Linked DNA regions of Mus musculus: regions 1, 2 and 4 are each linked to region 3. Evidence: chromatin contacts called from public HiChIP or PLAC-seq data. All regions are on one chromosome and are shown on one strand. Each heading gives the region's core, a stretch centred on a gene start, on an enhancer-like site or on the middle of the called end of the contact. The rest is flanking DNA. Distances are from core to core; before and after follow the strand shown. Region 1 holds the start of Aen (apoptosis enhancing nuclease). Region 2 overlaps Acan (aggrecan). Region 3 overlaps Abhd2 (abhydrolase domain containing 2). Region 4 holds the start of Acan (aggrecan).

What was found. HiChIP or PLAC-seq counts read pairs in DNA pulled down with a chosen protein or histone mark.
Region 1: a contact with region 3 is called in an H3K27ac HiChIP or PLAC-seq map of the NIH/3T3 cell line, with 4 times the contacts expected there. The contact joins the promoter of Aen here to the enhancer-like site in region 3. A contact is called at or near these places in 4 of 39 promoter capture datasets (the HPC-7 cell line, embryonic stem cells, pre-B cells and 1 more), 11 of 115 datasets of contacts at active chromatin or transcription factors (the NIH/3T3 cell line, T-cell acute lymphoblastic leukemia, embryonic stem cells and 6 more) and 1 of 9 other capture datasets (liver).
Region 2: a FOXA1 HiChIP or PLAC-seq map of pancreatic cancer cells shows a contact between it and region 3. The contact joins two enhancer-like sites. A contact is called at or near these places in 1 of 15 datasets of contacts at CTCF or cohesin (the NIH/3T3 cell line), 5 of 484 Hi-C or Micro-C datasets (the G1E-ER4 cell line, embryonic fibroblasts and embryonic stem cells), 2 of 115 datasets of contacts at active chromatin or transcription factors (embryonic stem cells and pancreatic cancer cells) and 1 of 9 other capture datasets (embryonic stem cells).
Region 4: a FOXA1 HiChIP or PLAC-seq map of pancreatic cancer cells shows a contact between it and region 3. The contact joins the promoter of Acan here to the enhancer-like site in region 3. A contact is called at or near these places in 7 of 39 promoter capture datasets (the 3T3-L1 cell line, the C10 cell line, cranial neural crest and 4 more), 1 of 484 Hi-C or Micro-C datasets (embryonic stem cells) and 2 of 115 datasets of contacts at active chromatin or transcription factors (embryonic stem cells and pancreatic cancer cells).

The regions. Positions count from the first base shown.
Region 1 is chr7:78,894,375-78,897,237 of GRCm38.p6, reverse strand. Aen (apoptosis enhancing nuclease) reads right to left here and starts at 1,311. Exons shown (of 4, transcript NM_026531.5): 1 at 1,224-1,311. Gm39039 (a long non-coding RNA gene) reads left to right here and starts at 1,456. Exons shown (of 2, transcript XR_882236.1): 1 at 1,456-1,655.
Region 2 is chr7:79,078,951-79,081,985 of GRCm38.p6, reverse strand. The region is part of intron 1 of Acan (aggrecan); the gene reads right to left. Among named protein-coding and RNA genes, the nearest start is that of Gm26633, 27 kb to the right of the region's middle. Within about 2 kb of position 1,630, at least 14 of the 459 cell types and tissues checked have an H3K27ac peak or open chromatin away from gene starts, as enhancers often do. A contact at or near this core is called in pancreatic cancer cells, where this site is marked.
Region 3 is chr7:79,348,370-79,351,217 of GRCm38.p6, reverse strand. Abhd2 (abhydrolase domain containing 2) reads right to left here. Exons shown (of 11, transcript NM_018811.6): 6 at 2,775-2,848; 7 at 375-467. Gm24224 (a long non-coding RNA gene) reads left to right here. Exons shown (of 4, transcript XR_003946649.1): 2 at 2,133-2,848. Among named protein-coding and RNA genes, the nearest start is that of Gm24224, 4.0 kb to the left of the region's middle. Within about 2 kb of position 1,512, at least 40 of the 459 cell types and tissues checked have an H3K27ac peak or open chromatin away from gene starts, as enhancers often do. A contact at or near this core is called in the NIH/3T3 cell line, neural progenitor cells and pancreatic cancer cells, where this site is marked.
Region 4 is chr7:79,051,649-79,054,660 of GRCm38.p6, reverse strand. Acan (aggrecan) reads right to left here and starts at 1,435. Exons shown (of 18, transcript NM_001361500.1): 1 at 1,053-1,435. Gm26633 (predicted gene, 26633) reads left to right here and starts at 1,338. Exons shown (of 3, transcript NR_132432.1): 1 at 1,338-1,430.

The DNA.
Region 1 (2,863 bases), core at 62-2,561, 450 kb after region 3:
GCCATGCTCCCACCATGATAATGGACTGAACCTCAGAACCTGTAAGCCAGCCCCAATTAAATGTTGTCCTTGTAACAGTTGCCTTGGTCACGGTGTCTGTTCACAGCAGTAAACCCCTAATCAAGACACAGGGTAAGTAGCAGTAAGATAGGAGGAAAGACCAGTCCTGTGTTTGCTGATGCCAGCATGTGTGTGAGTAAAGGTCCACTTAGCCAGGGGGAGGCCCAGTGACCCATGCTGACTCAATGGCTCTCAGCTTGCTCGTTCACTCTCCAAATAGCACCCCCTCTTTTAAAAACAGGTTGTCAGCAACCTCCTCATTTCCACAAACCACACCTCAAAGGGAGAAAATCTGGCTAAGAAGACCTGTGCTAACCCTGCTGATCATAGACTTTCCTGTCCCTGCCGGCAAGGTCTGAAAGAAGCTAAAATCAGGTCCCCTTGAGAAAAAGTCTCTGTACTTTTGTATTTGTGTTAAGAGATAAAAAGCAGCCATTTCCTATAGTCCCTCACCCTGTGAACATGTCAGAACCAACAATTACAAAGAGAACGTCCACAGCCTGCAGCCCTGAATGGAGCTCAGCTTAGTTGGAGAGAAGAGGACACAGTCCTTTCAACAAGGCCACGTACAAATATTCCATATCTTAACTCTGGTCAGTATGGTAGGCACGTGGCCTTCAAGTGAGGGTCCCTGACCCAAGAGGATTCCAGATGAGAAGGCTCCCAAGAAGCTACAAAGCCAGAAACGTCACTGTCATAAGGGCCCCACCTGCCATGCCCTGCCTGCCATGCCCAGGTCTCTGTCTGTCTGTCGAGACCCTGTTCTAGCACAAAGTAACCGGATGGCATCAACCGTTCTAGGTAGAAGGCAAAGTTTGGGGATTAGGACCCGAGATCCCACCCTCAAGTCACGATTGCGATAATCATCCCAGTTTGAGAAAGGGTGGCGCAATAAAGGTCCCCGATGCTGCCCAAAAGCTTACCAGACCAATTTTAAACAAAACAAAACAAAAGTACGAGGACAGTCCGCGCTCACCAGCTGAGGCGTCCAGAGGACGCTCAACGTCCGCGCCGTCCCCTGAGGCCCACCGGCCCCGAGTCCGGCCAGGACCACGTGAGGCCGCGCCCCGGCCTAGTTGCAAACCAACCCGTCCCGAGAGCCACAGGCGGCTGGCGACAGAAACGGGCGGCCCGGGACTCCCTGTGGCCGTCCCCTAGCTCACCTGAAAACCCGGCCGCGCTTTCCCAGGTTTCACGTGGAACCCTTGCCGGGTGCGGAAGCTCCTTGCCCGGACAAGCCCGGCTTCGGCTACCTGTCTATTGGTTCTCTGGGGCGTAGCGCCCGCCTAAGGACTCTTCTGATTGGTTGATCCTGCTCCTCCTCAGTAAGTGTGCCAACTGGAAGGGGTGGGGCTACCGAAGGAAGAGGGCGTGGCCTGCGCCGGGATAGGGCAGCGTTTAGGAGGTTAGCATAAAACCGAATGGAACGTCCGGTTTCTGACCCGACGCCTAGTGAACCGCAACCTTCAAAGACTTAAAGCCTCAAAGAGCACATCCCGATCTGCCTCGGGGAACTGCAGCCCCTCCAGGCTTGGGGTTGTGAGAAGTCCGTGAAATAATACAGTATTCGTTAAACTTGGGGGAAAAAAAATCAGGTTTGCTTCTTCTGCACTGCTTTTTCAATATTTATTTGATTTGGGTTTTTTGTTTGTTTATTTTTTGTTTTGTTTTTTGAGACAGGATCTCAAGCTGTCCTCTCATTTTCTTTTTTTTTTTTTTCTAGTGTCAAGTTCACATAATGTCCTCGCTTTTTCTGTGTTAGCTGTGAATGAGCCTCTTGCCTCTGCCACCCTAGTGCTGGGATCACGCGTTTTGCCACCACACTCATCTTAAGTATTCCTTTGTGATTTTTTTTTTTTAGGAATGGGAGAGTTGCTCAGCGGTAAAAAAGGTGCTTGCTCTCTCTGTAATCCTGACAATCTGAATTTGATCCCTGAACCTTCTTAGCCTAGGCAGCTCTGGGCGTGGTTGCACACACCTTTGATCCCAGCACTCCGGAGGCAGAGGCGGGTAGATCTCCGAGTTCCAGGACAGACTGGTGTACAGAGCAAGTTCCAAGATAGCCAAAGCTACGCAGAGGAGAGAGGTAGAGAGGGGGAGAGGGAGAGACAGAGGAAGAAGAAGACGGAGGGAGGGCAGGCGAGCCAGATGCAGTGGTATTTATCTGTGACCTCAGTAACTCCTACAGTTAGATGATATATGGAGACAGAAAAACTAACTGGAGCTCTCTGGCCAGCTAGGGTAGGCAGAAACGAGATACCCCAATCAACAAGAAACTCCCTGAGCCAGGCGGTGGTGGCCCACGCCTTTAATCCCAGCACATGGGAGGCAGAGGCAGGCAGATTCTGAATTCGAGGCCAGCCTGGTCTACAGAGTGAGTTCCAGGACAGCCAGGGCTACATAGAAAAACCCTGTCTCGAAAAACCAAAAAAAAAGAAAGAAAGAAAGAAAGAAAGAAAGTCCCTGAAGTTGTCCTTTAGCCTGCATATGTGTGTTCAGCCCCTGCCCCTCCATGCACACACACACTTACACACAAAACAGGTTTTTAAAAGTAAGTTTAAAAAGGGAAAGCCGGAGGAGCTCATGGGCCCCAGAAGCAAATCTACTATTTTGCTAAACTGACAGCATCAATCTGCCCTTAAAATCCGTATACTCAAACATTCTGCTGGTGCAGCCCCAGACCTCATTAGAGAAGTTTCTTTGTGCGGTGGGTAGCCCCTAACACAGACACTCACAACTGGTCAAGCTGCAAGTGAGCGGCTGTGGGATGTTCAGCCATGGCGGAGACATCTATAGCCCAGCC
Region 2 (3,035 bases), core at 381-2,880, 270 kb after region 3:
CATCTTCCAGTGGAGGCTCGTCCTAATGAATCCCAGTGATAGCTACTGATATGTGCCAGGTGGACCATAGATGCTCAGGTTTATACACTGTGAGGGGTTTTGCATAAACCCCAGAATCTGTAGACCTAGAGGGCCTCCCCTCTGCAGTGTGGGTGGGTCACAGCCAACCACCTGAAGGCTTTAACATAAAAAGGACCCTTTCTAGAGGGAGAGAGACTTCTCCCCTCATGGCTTTCCAACTGATTTTCTCCTCCCTTTTGGACTTGACCTGAAGCATCAGCTTTTTCTGGGGTTTGAACATGTGGAGTTTCAAACTGAAGATGTGTAGCCAGGTGCTCTGGCCTCTTTTTGAGTCTCTGCAACTCTGGGGACCCACAGCCTCCACTTGTATTGACTTTATTCTCTCCCTCTCCCCCCCCTCCCCCGCACACACACACAGAGTCATGCAAGGGCATATCTTCTGCTGAAATGAAATGATTGGTCAGTAGTGGAGCACACATGTGCAAACCAATCGACTGCATGCCAATCATATGAAAGTATGGGGAACATAATTATGTATATAGTACATGAGGCTTGGTAATGACAGATCTGTTGCAACCACCACTTAAAGCTCTCCCTTGAACAGTAGGGATCCCCAACTCCAGCCAGCAAGCATAACTGAATTTATCAAGCCATCATCTGGAGCAGTGGCCTTCAGCCAGCTGTATGTGGAAACAATCTGGACCTCATGGTACCACTGCCCTGGAGGGTACACAACCATGCCACTCACACACCTTCTGAGACCTGCACTGTGTGACACCATGCCCCACATGCAGCAGCAGCAGCAGCAGCAGCAGCAACAGCATTTACTTTTGGTCTAAGAATAATAAAGGAAGCCTTGGGGATGGGGCAGTGGTAGAGGACAGATGGGATCTGCAGCCACAGAGAGCATCCTTCATGGAGACAGCACCCTTCCCCCTGGCCTCCAGATCCCAGCCTCAGCTCTGTTGGAGTCCAACCGTCCAGCAGGTGTCGCTCTCTGTTTAGTCACCATAGGCTGGGCCAGCGCAGGGATCAGGGCGCAGCACCCGTAGGAGCATCAAGATTGTGGGGAGGGGAGACACTGACATTTCCATCCAGGGGTTCCTGGGGAGGAACAGTCTGGGCCCAGGACAAGGGGACCCTTTCCTGTCTCTGGAGCTTGGCATTTTTGACCATCAGTCCTCGACCCAGGCCTGAGAAATGAAAGGCCTGTCTGTGCGGCTGAGGGCATAGAGGCACATGACCCCTTGTGCTGTAGGAAGTCTGGAAAGTTCCACAGTTCTGAGAAATGGCCCCTTGCTTCTCCTTAGGGATTTTATGACTTAGATACTAACTTAAAAAAATAAATTTCTGGGGCCCCAGGTCTGGCACTTTGAGGAGACACAGAGTTGGAGAGGGGTTCTTGTTCAAGATCAGTGAACCAGTCAGGGCTAGGAAATGGTTTCCTGGAGGGTCAAGGAAGATCAGCCTGAGGTGTGTTTGCAGAGGGACCTTTACCCAAGACCCAGACACAAAGCTAGCCTGTTCCTCCCTCAGAACACCCTTCACTTGGAAGTCTTGTGTATGTTTCGGAGTTGTGTTTCTTCCCTCGCTCTCTGAACAAGCTGGACATTGTCTGGGATGCAATGGTGCTCTGTGGGGTTTGGGCTGGCTCTGTTTTTCTCCCTGGCTTAGACCAGGAAATGTGAAGGAATGAAAGGGAGGGGGCTGGTGCGGAGTAGGCAGCAAGACTAATTTTATTTCTTCTTCTTAAAAACTTTGGGATAGAATTATCGCAATAAATATGCTCTTGTGTTTGTGTGTGTTTTCTCAGTTGTAAAGAAAAATAGGGAGCAATTCCATTCTGTCTGGGTTCCAAGCCTCTCAGAGACTCAGTGAGGCTTTTATGTGAGGATACTGACTTTGCCAGCCCACGCTCACTCGTGGACAGAGAGACCTTTCTCAATGGGAAGGAAAGCGAGGCCGTGGGAAGGGATGGTACATGAAGGGTGTTGAGGATGGGGAGATGAGAGGAAGGCCTGAGATGGACAGCAGTGGGAGCTCAGAAGCACGGGGATGGCCCAGCAGAAAGCCTCAAGGATCCTTGTGTGCCAGGGATTGATCAATTGTTAGAAGCTTGACCAGGAAAAGCTGCAGGTTCCTGCTTTTCATATCTCTGTCTCTGTCTCTGTCTCTGTCTCTCTCTCTGTCTCTGTGTGTGTGTGTCTGTGTGTTTCTGTCTCTCTCTGTGATGTGTGACTGCATGCACGCATGTGCATGTGTGTCAGTCTGTCTTTGTGTGTATGTCTCTGTATGTATGTGCCTGTGTGTTTGTGTGCATACGTGTGAATATGGTCCATAGTTGGAGGCAGGGACTTCATCAGATCACATCATTGAAAGTGTAGCTCATTCTCTCATTCTGAATTCCTTTTTTAGCAGCTCTGTCAAGACTCAGACCCAGGTCCTGGCCCTGCCGGGTCACTTACTGCCTATTAACACAAGACCTGTTCTTGCTGTTTCACAGATGGAGTGAGATGTCTTGCCAGTCAGTTCTTCTCATCTGGGCTGGGCACTGTGCCTTTGGCACTGTACACACACAGGCTGTAGCATCAGCAGGGACCCACCAGTGCCACTCTCTCCCACCAGCCTGTGTGAAACACTTAGAACCCGTGAATTGGGGACGATGGAAATAGATGTGGGAGGGGAGGCTTCCTACCTGACAGGAGGATCAGGCCAGGTGACTTTTCATAAAGAAAAAACTGTTTTCATTCAAAAGCAACACCACTGCCCTTCCAAAAGCTAGAGAAACAGGAAACAGGGAAAAGGAAAAAGGAAGAGGAGGAGGAGGAAGAGGAGGAGGAGGAAGAGGAGGAGGAGGGGGAGGAAGAGGAGAAGGAGGAGGAGGGAAAGGGAGAGGAGGAGGGGGAGGAAGAGGAGGAGGAGGAGGGGAGGGAGAGGAGGAGGAGGAGAAGGAAGAGGAGGAGGAGGGGGAGGAAGAGGAGGAAGAGGAGGAAGAGGAGGAGGGGGAGGAAGAG
Region 3 (2,848 bases), core at 263-2,762:
CTAGGGAGCAGCCGCTGACAACGACAGAGGCGTGGAGAGGCAAAGGGAGCAAGCTCCAGTCTAGTTAGAGAGGAGGGGAAGTGCCAGGGAGGAGGGTGAAAGACTACAATGGGAGTAGTGAAAACAAAACCATCACAGGCATCCCTGGCAGGCTCTTGTGTCTTCCCCACTGCTCCCAAGGCCTGCGCCTTGAGCAGGCGGCATGATGCTCTGCTCTGAGCTTCCCGCAAAGACCAAGTCCTGGCCACCTAAACAGTGACAGGCCACCTCAGGACTACTTCAACTGGGTGAAGATGGTATGTGGAGAGGTTCCTTGTCTCGTCTTAGTGGGAGGTACCAAGGTACCACCTGAGACAGAGGAGAGGGTCCTATACCTGTGAGACAGGATGATCTTCTTCATGTTGTCGGCCATGAGGAAGTTGTAGAACCTGCGGCACTGGTCCCACTGCATGAAGGTCTCCTGGGCCCTGCGGGGACCACAGAAAGTTAGACTCCATGACGGGCATGAGGGGCTCTGTGGGAAGTACAGGCTGGCTTTGACTCTCATGTTGGATAACAGCTCTGATGTGTAGCATTCAAACATCCGGGGAGAAGCCAAGAGTCTCTCTGAAGACGACCCTGCAGGAAGCCTCCAAGGCCAGAAAGGCACAGCTGGTTGTCAGCAGCACGCCTGACGCCCACCTGGCTTGCTGAGATCTGCTCCAGTAGATTTTCTTTTTAAAAAGTGGGGAGCATAAAGGTGTAATGTGCTTAGAAACCAAAAGCTGAGGCTTCCAGTGGAGAACAACACACCTTCGGAGGTCGGAAGCCACTGTCGTGCCTGGGACCTCTACAGGTACAGAAAGATCATCACAGGTGGGCCACTAGGAACACGTGCCTAATACCTTTTTCTTCTTAACCATCAAGCCACAACCTGTTGCTACTCGACTTGGTTCCTCCCCTCTTGACCTTTGACCCCTGTTGCCGCTTGATCCGGGTGAGAAGGCACTTCTCTGAGCTGCCACATCCCATGTGGCAGACGCAGGCTTCAGCCATAGGTCAACCACGTACTAAAGAATCGGCCTACTCCATCCCCCCGCCACCCCCCATTGCACGGGGCTCATGTGACAATAGGCAACTGTATGTAACTCTTAGAGGTAACAGGGAAGGAGTGGAAAAAGACGCATTTCACAGATCCTAGGTTCCTATTGCATTCAATCTTATTTGAACCCCTTACTTTGTTCACTGTGCTGATCATCTACTGACAGCAGATGGCGCTATTGCTGCAAAATGCGAGGAAGCCTGTGCTTGTAAGATTGGGGCATTGAGCAGGAGGGAGGGAGGAGAGGACAAATTTGTCACAAGCTTCCTATTTATAAAGCCCAGTGCTCTGTGCACACTAGGTTAGCATTTACAGCAAGCTCCCTGGTGCTGAAGTCAGGGAGGGAATCTAGTGGTTTCTAACACTAAAGATGACAGGATGCTGACTGTCACATCAGCTGTCAGGTAAAGGCAGGGAGGACCCCACATCTCTAGGCCCTGCTCCCTCGGGTCAGGTGGCAGGCTGTCTGTCCTCCTGAGTATCCTTTTCTTATCCAGGCTGGGCAGGACAGATTCTGGCTAGCTCTGGATCTCTGTGACATGATCTGGGAGTTGAATATTTCTCACTGGGCCAAGATAAAGGGAATACGGATTCAGCCATCTACAGGCCAAGAGGCTAACCTAGTTCTAGAATGCCAGAGCTCAGAGACTGCTCAGGTCACCACACCCAGTGACTGCTTAACGTGGGACCATCTACAAAACGGGTCTGGAAGGCAAATTCCCAGGCTTTACCAAGTTAGAGTTTCCAGATGTGGGGCTCTGCCGGGCTGAGCTTCTTTCTAGCATGATCCCCTCAAGCGACTCTTCTGTTTTAAACCTTCCTTGTTATTATTGTGTGTTCAGGATGATGTGTGGGGGTGAGCATGCCATGGCACACAGTGGAGGTCAGAGGACAGCTGCGTTTTGGGGATCAGACTTACCCAGCAAGCCCCTCATTCACCAAGCCATTCTGCCAGCCACCCCAGCGATTCTCAAAGAACCGAGACAGCCAATGGCTCACCAGACTGGCCTCTGGGATCCCCTGACCTAACCCACCCTCTCTAATTTTCCAGTGAACAGTAATGATGCAGCCGACAATTCCGTTCTGTGGCTGGGTGCTGTGCTGAGCACTTCACACATGACCTCATCCTGTATAGCGTGTCTGCTGACTGGAGACTAAGGGCTGAGGTATTTGCTCCCGCGGCTTCTCTGGGAGGATGGCTGGGATGCCTGAGAGAAGAATCCTTCAGGTGAGGACCTGCTGAGGAGATTTCCACAAGCTGCTTCCGACACCATCTGAGACTCAAAGCCTCCACTGGATGGGGGGACCTGGGGGTCACAAGGCCCAGGGGGTCGGATGCTGCTGTCTGCTGTGCTCTCTTGTTAACTCGTAGTCCTGCCGTATTCTGGAAACTCAGACACGATCCGAGACTCCCTAGAGAAGCAGCAGTCACTTTGATGATCCGATTACGGACCTGATCCTAGAGTACTATACAGACCTCAGGTGTAACAAGCCCTAGGACGACACGGAGGCAAACCCATTTGAGCCTAAGTGTTGGAAACCTTTGCTCAGTCTGCAAGGTGCTCCCTGGACCCTGCTGTCCTGGGCGAGCTCTATAAACAAGTACTGTCAACTGAAGGACCCAAGGGGAGAAACCTGTGTGTGTGTGTGTGTGTGTGTGTGTGTGTCTCTGTGTGTGTGTTGGATGACTCACCTCAGTGCGCTGTACCCCTGGCACACACTGACACAGCACAGGACCTTTTCCTGGTTTGCCTGCGTCTCCCCCAA
Region 4 (3,012 bases), core at 186-2,685, 300 kb after region 3:
TGTTGTAGATTCCCTTCCCTAGGGGAGATGCCATAGGTGCTTTTCAGGGTCTAGACACCAGCCCACTGCAACACCCAGAGGCAGAAGCACCAAGGCAAGCTACCTCACAGAAGATCTTCCCGTTGCCTCCCACTGACACTCCCCACCCCACAGAACTGGAATTAACATGCCCACCAAACCTCTGGGACCTGAGATGCTCTATAGTGAGACTAGTGAATGCCCGCTCCAGAGCCTAGCTCCGGATTGCGGGCAGCAGCAAGTCCGAATAATTTGGGCGGGATTCTTCTTCCTGAAGCAGACAGCCCTCCACACCCACAGCTTACTGACACGCTGTCACCCTCCCACCCAGCCCTGGTATTGGAAGGGTTGCAGAAAAGCGCAGAAATGGAAAAACTTCGGGACCGTCCTGCATCCCCATGTCTTCTTTCCACCTCGACAAACGCCCGATCTCCCCTGGGAGCAGTAGCCCTGTCCCAGACTCAGCTGATATCTTTCCTCCTCTTTCCTACCGCTTTGAGTATCCTGAGATCCCTGCCATAAACCCAATGGGACCCACGAGTTTTCTCATCCTTTCTCAGGTATCTGCCGCCTATCTGATCAGCTGTTCATGTAACTTTGTTGATTCTCTGGTCAATTGGCCTTCCCAAGAGAAGATGAAAGCCTTATGGGGCACCCAGAGGACAGGGGGGGGGGGCGCGTTGGGGGGGGGAGTGGGATTTGAACCCACATTTCCTTGGCTTTAAAACTGCTACTCGCTCTACACTTCAGTTTAGCGCCCCCATACCTTAAACTTGAAAAATCTCTGGTCTTTCTTAATTCTGTGTACTCAGAGCTGGAGCCCCTCCACGTGTTCCCATTCACTTTGAGTCCGGGCAGCAGTTGAGTTTGCTCAACTTCCGTGTGCATGCAGCGGAGGTCGTGAGAGTCTCAACACACATACCCAATGTGGGCACCAAGGCACGCCACCCCCAGCACCTAGGCGCCTGTCCTCAGCAGCATTCCCAGATGCCCTGGGACAGAGCTCCCCTGGAGAGAAGGAGCCTTTTCTTTACCTTGAAGAGTTGGACTCGCTCCTCCAAGAACTTCAGTCCTTTATCCCTGCGAAGCAGCTAGGGATTCCTGGGGGCTGCCAGCCCCGGGTCTTGCTGCGCTGCAGCAGGGATGCTCTGCGCGGGGGGGGGGGGGCCCTGCGAACCCCTTCTCCCGCCGGCGTCTTCTCCGCAAGTCCCCTCGGGCGGTGGCCGCAGTGGTGGCTGGCTGACTAGGTTTCGGAGCAGGGTCGATGAAGGGAAGGGACACAGAAAGGTGCCCGAACTCCCTCGGCACCTGCGTCAGATGCTAGCCGGCGAGGATGCGGAGAGAGAGTGAGGGACCTTGAGCCGTTCCGCACGCGTCCTCAGCTCTGTGAGCCCCTCTGGCACCGCGGGGAGGTAGGTGGGCGGGAATGGTGCGCGGTGACACATACATAGGGGCGGGCGGGGGAGGGGAGGGCACACACGAGGGGTGGGGGCGAGCGCACAGGGAAACCCCACCCCCGGGGCCAATCTGCGGGGGGAGGGGAAGGCAGAAACGTCCGGAGCGCGCAGGACCCGGGCTGGGGACCGCGCTCAGCTGGGGAAGGCTCCGGGCGCGCAGGGCACGAGAGGAGCGCGGACCCCGCAGCTCCTGGGGCCGCGGAGGAAAGCTGTGCGGGCAGCACTGGAGGGCCCGCGTCTGCATTGCGGTCGGCAGCTCCGCAGTCCAGGCGGCCCCGGAGGGCTGCGCCCGCAGAGTGCCGAAGGCACCCGGCTCCTGCTGTCAGGGTAGCAGTCCGGTGCTGGGGTTGGGGTCGGGGTGTTTCCCTGGTATCGGGATGCGATTTGCAGCTGATACCCAGAAAGATGCCATCGCACAGGACGACCCCCTACTCTGGGAATGCGATTTGAAAGAATCTTCATAGAACACTGTTGGAAAGTTTTGGGGGTGGGGTACCCCGAGACGCAAGGGCGGAGAGAGGAGATGAGGCAGCTACAGAGGCACAAGGCACAAGGCTGAGGGCGCGGGGAGGGGTGTCTTCAAAACGCAACATAGACCAAGGACATCTCAAGCAGGAATTCGCTACGGCCTGGCCTCTACAACACTCTTTAATAAATTTGTTTCCCGGAAAAAGAAAAATCTAAGAGTCTTTGGATCCCTTCTATAAGCTAGTTGCAGCATACAGTGATTTTAATTTCTCTAACGAGTCCAATAAGTTAAATATTACAACACTACCTCTCACCTCCCAACAATGCTCACATATACCATGGGGCTCAGAAAGTGGTGGAGTTGTCCAGCAAGTTGGGGCTAACTTCAAGTCAAGGTCACCCCTCACAGGAGCAGCTAGCTGGGCAAGCTGCAGTGTGTTTGGGGGCTGGGGATTCAGACCGCTGCTGGCCTTGAGAGGAAGCGGGTGTTCTTCTCATTAAAGCACAGTGGCCTCAGGCAGTGCAGTGGAAATCTCCCGAATCTCTCACTGGGCAAGAAGTGGGTTCTTTGCAGACTACAGAGAGAACCGACCAAGTTTTTTCTTGATGAGAGGTCAGAAGTGATGTGCCTCAGTTTCCCCAGGTTGACTATGCTGGAATTGTGTGCATACCTCACTGGCTAGTGGTCTTTGGGACTGGCCCTGGCCCAGAGCATTCTTTGACTGTTTCTTTCTTGTACAGGGGGTGAAGCCCAGGGTGGGCTGTGGCTCAGGTGTTCTGTTGGGTGGCCTGCCTTCTTTCCCACCTGTATATTGGCTGCTCTGGGTCACAGTCAGCACATTTCAATGGTAGTCAGCGCTGCTCAGAGGCTAGTGTGTTTGCTTTTTAGAAGAATAGAGTGGAATCTTATGAGTTATTTTCTAGAAACATCAATCTCTTTGTTAAAAAATTAAACTAAAAAACATTTTCTTAGGAAACACTAGTCTCTTAAAGTCTAAAGCATTTCTCAAGTCACGCTCTGGGTGACCACGGACTGTCCTTGTCTGCAAAGTGGCATCATATTTGACGT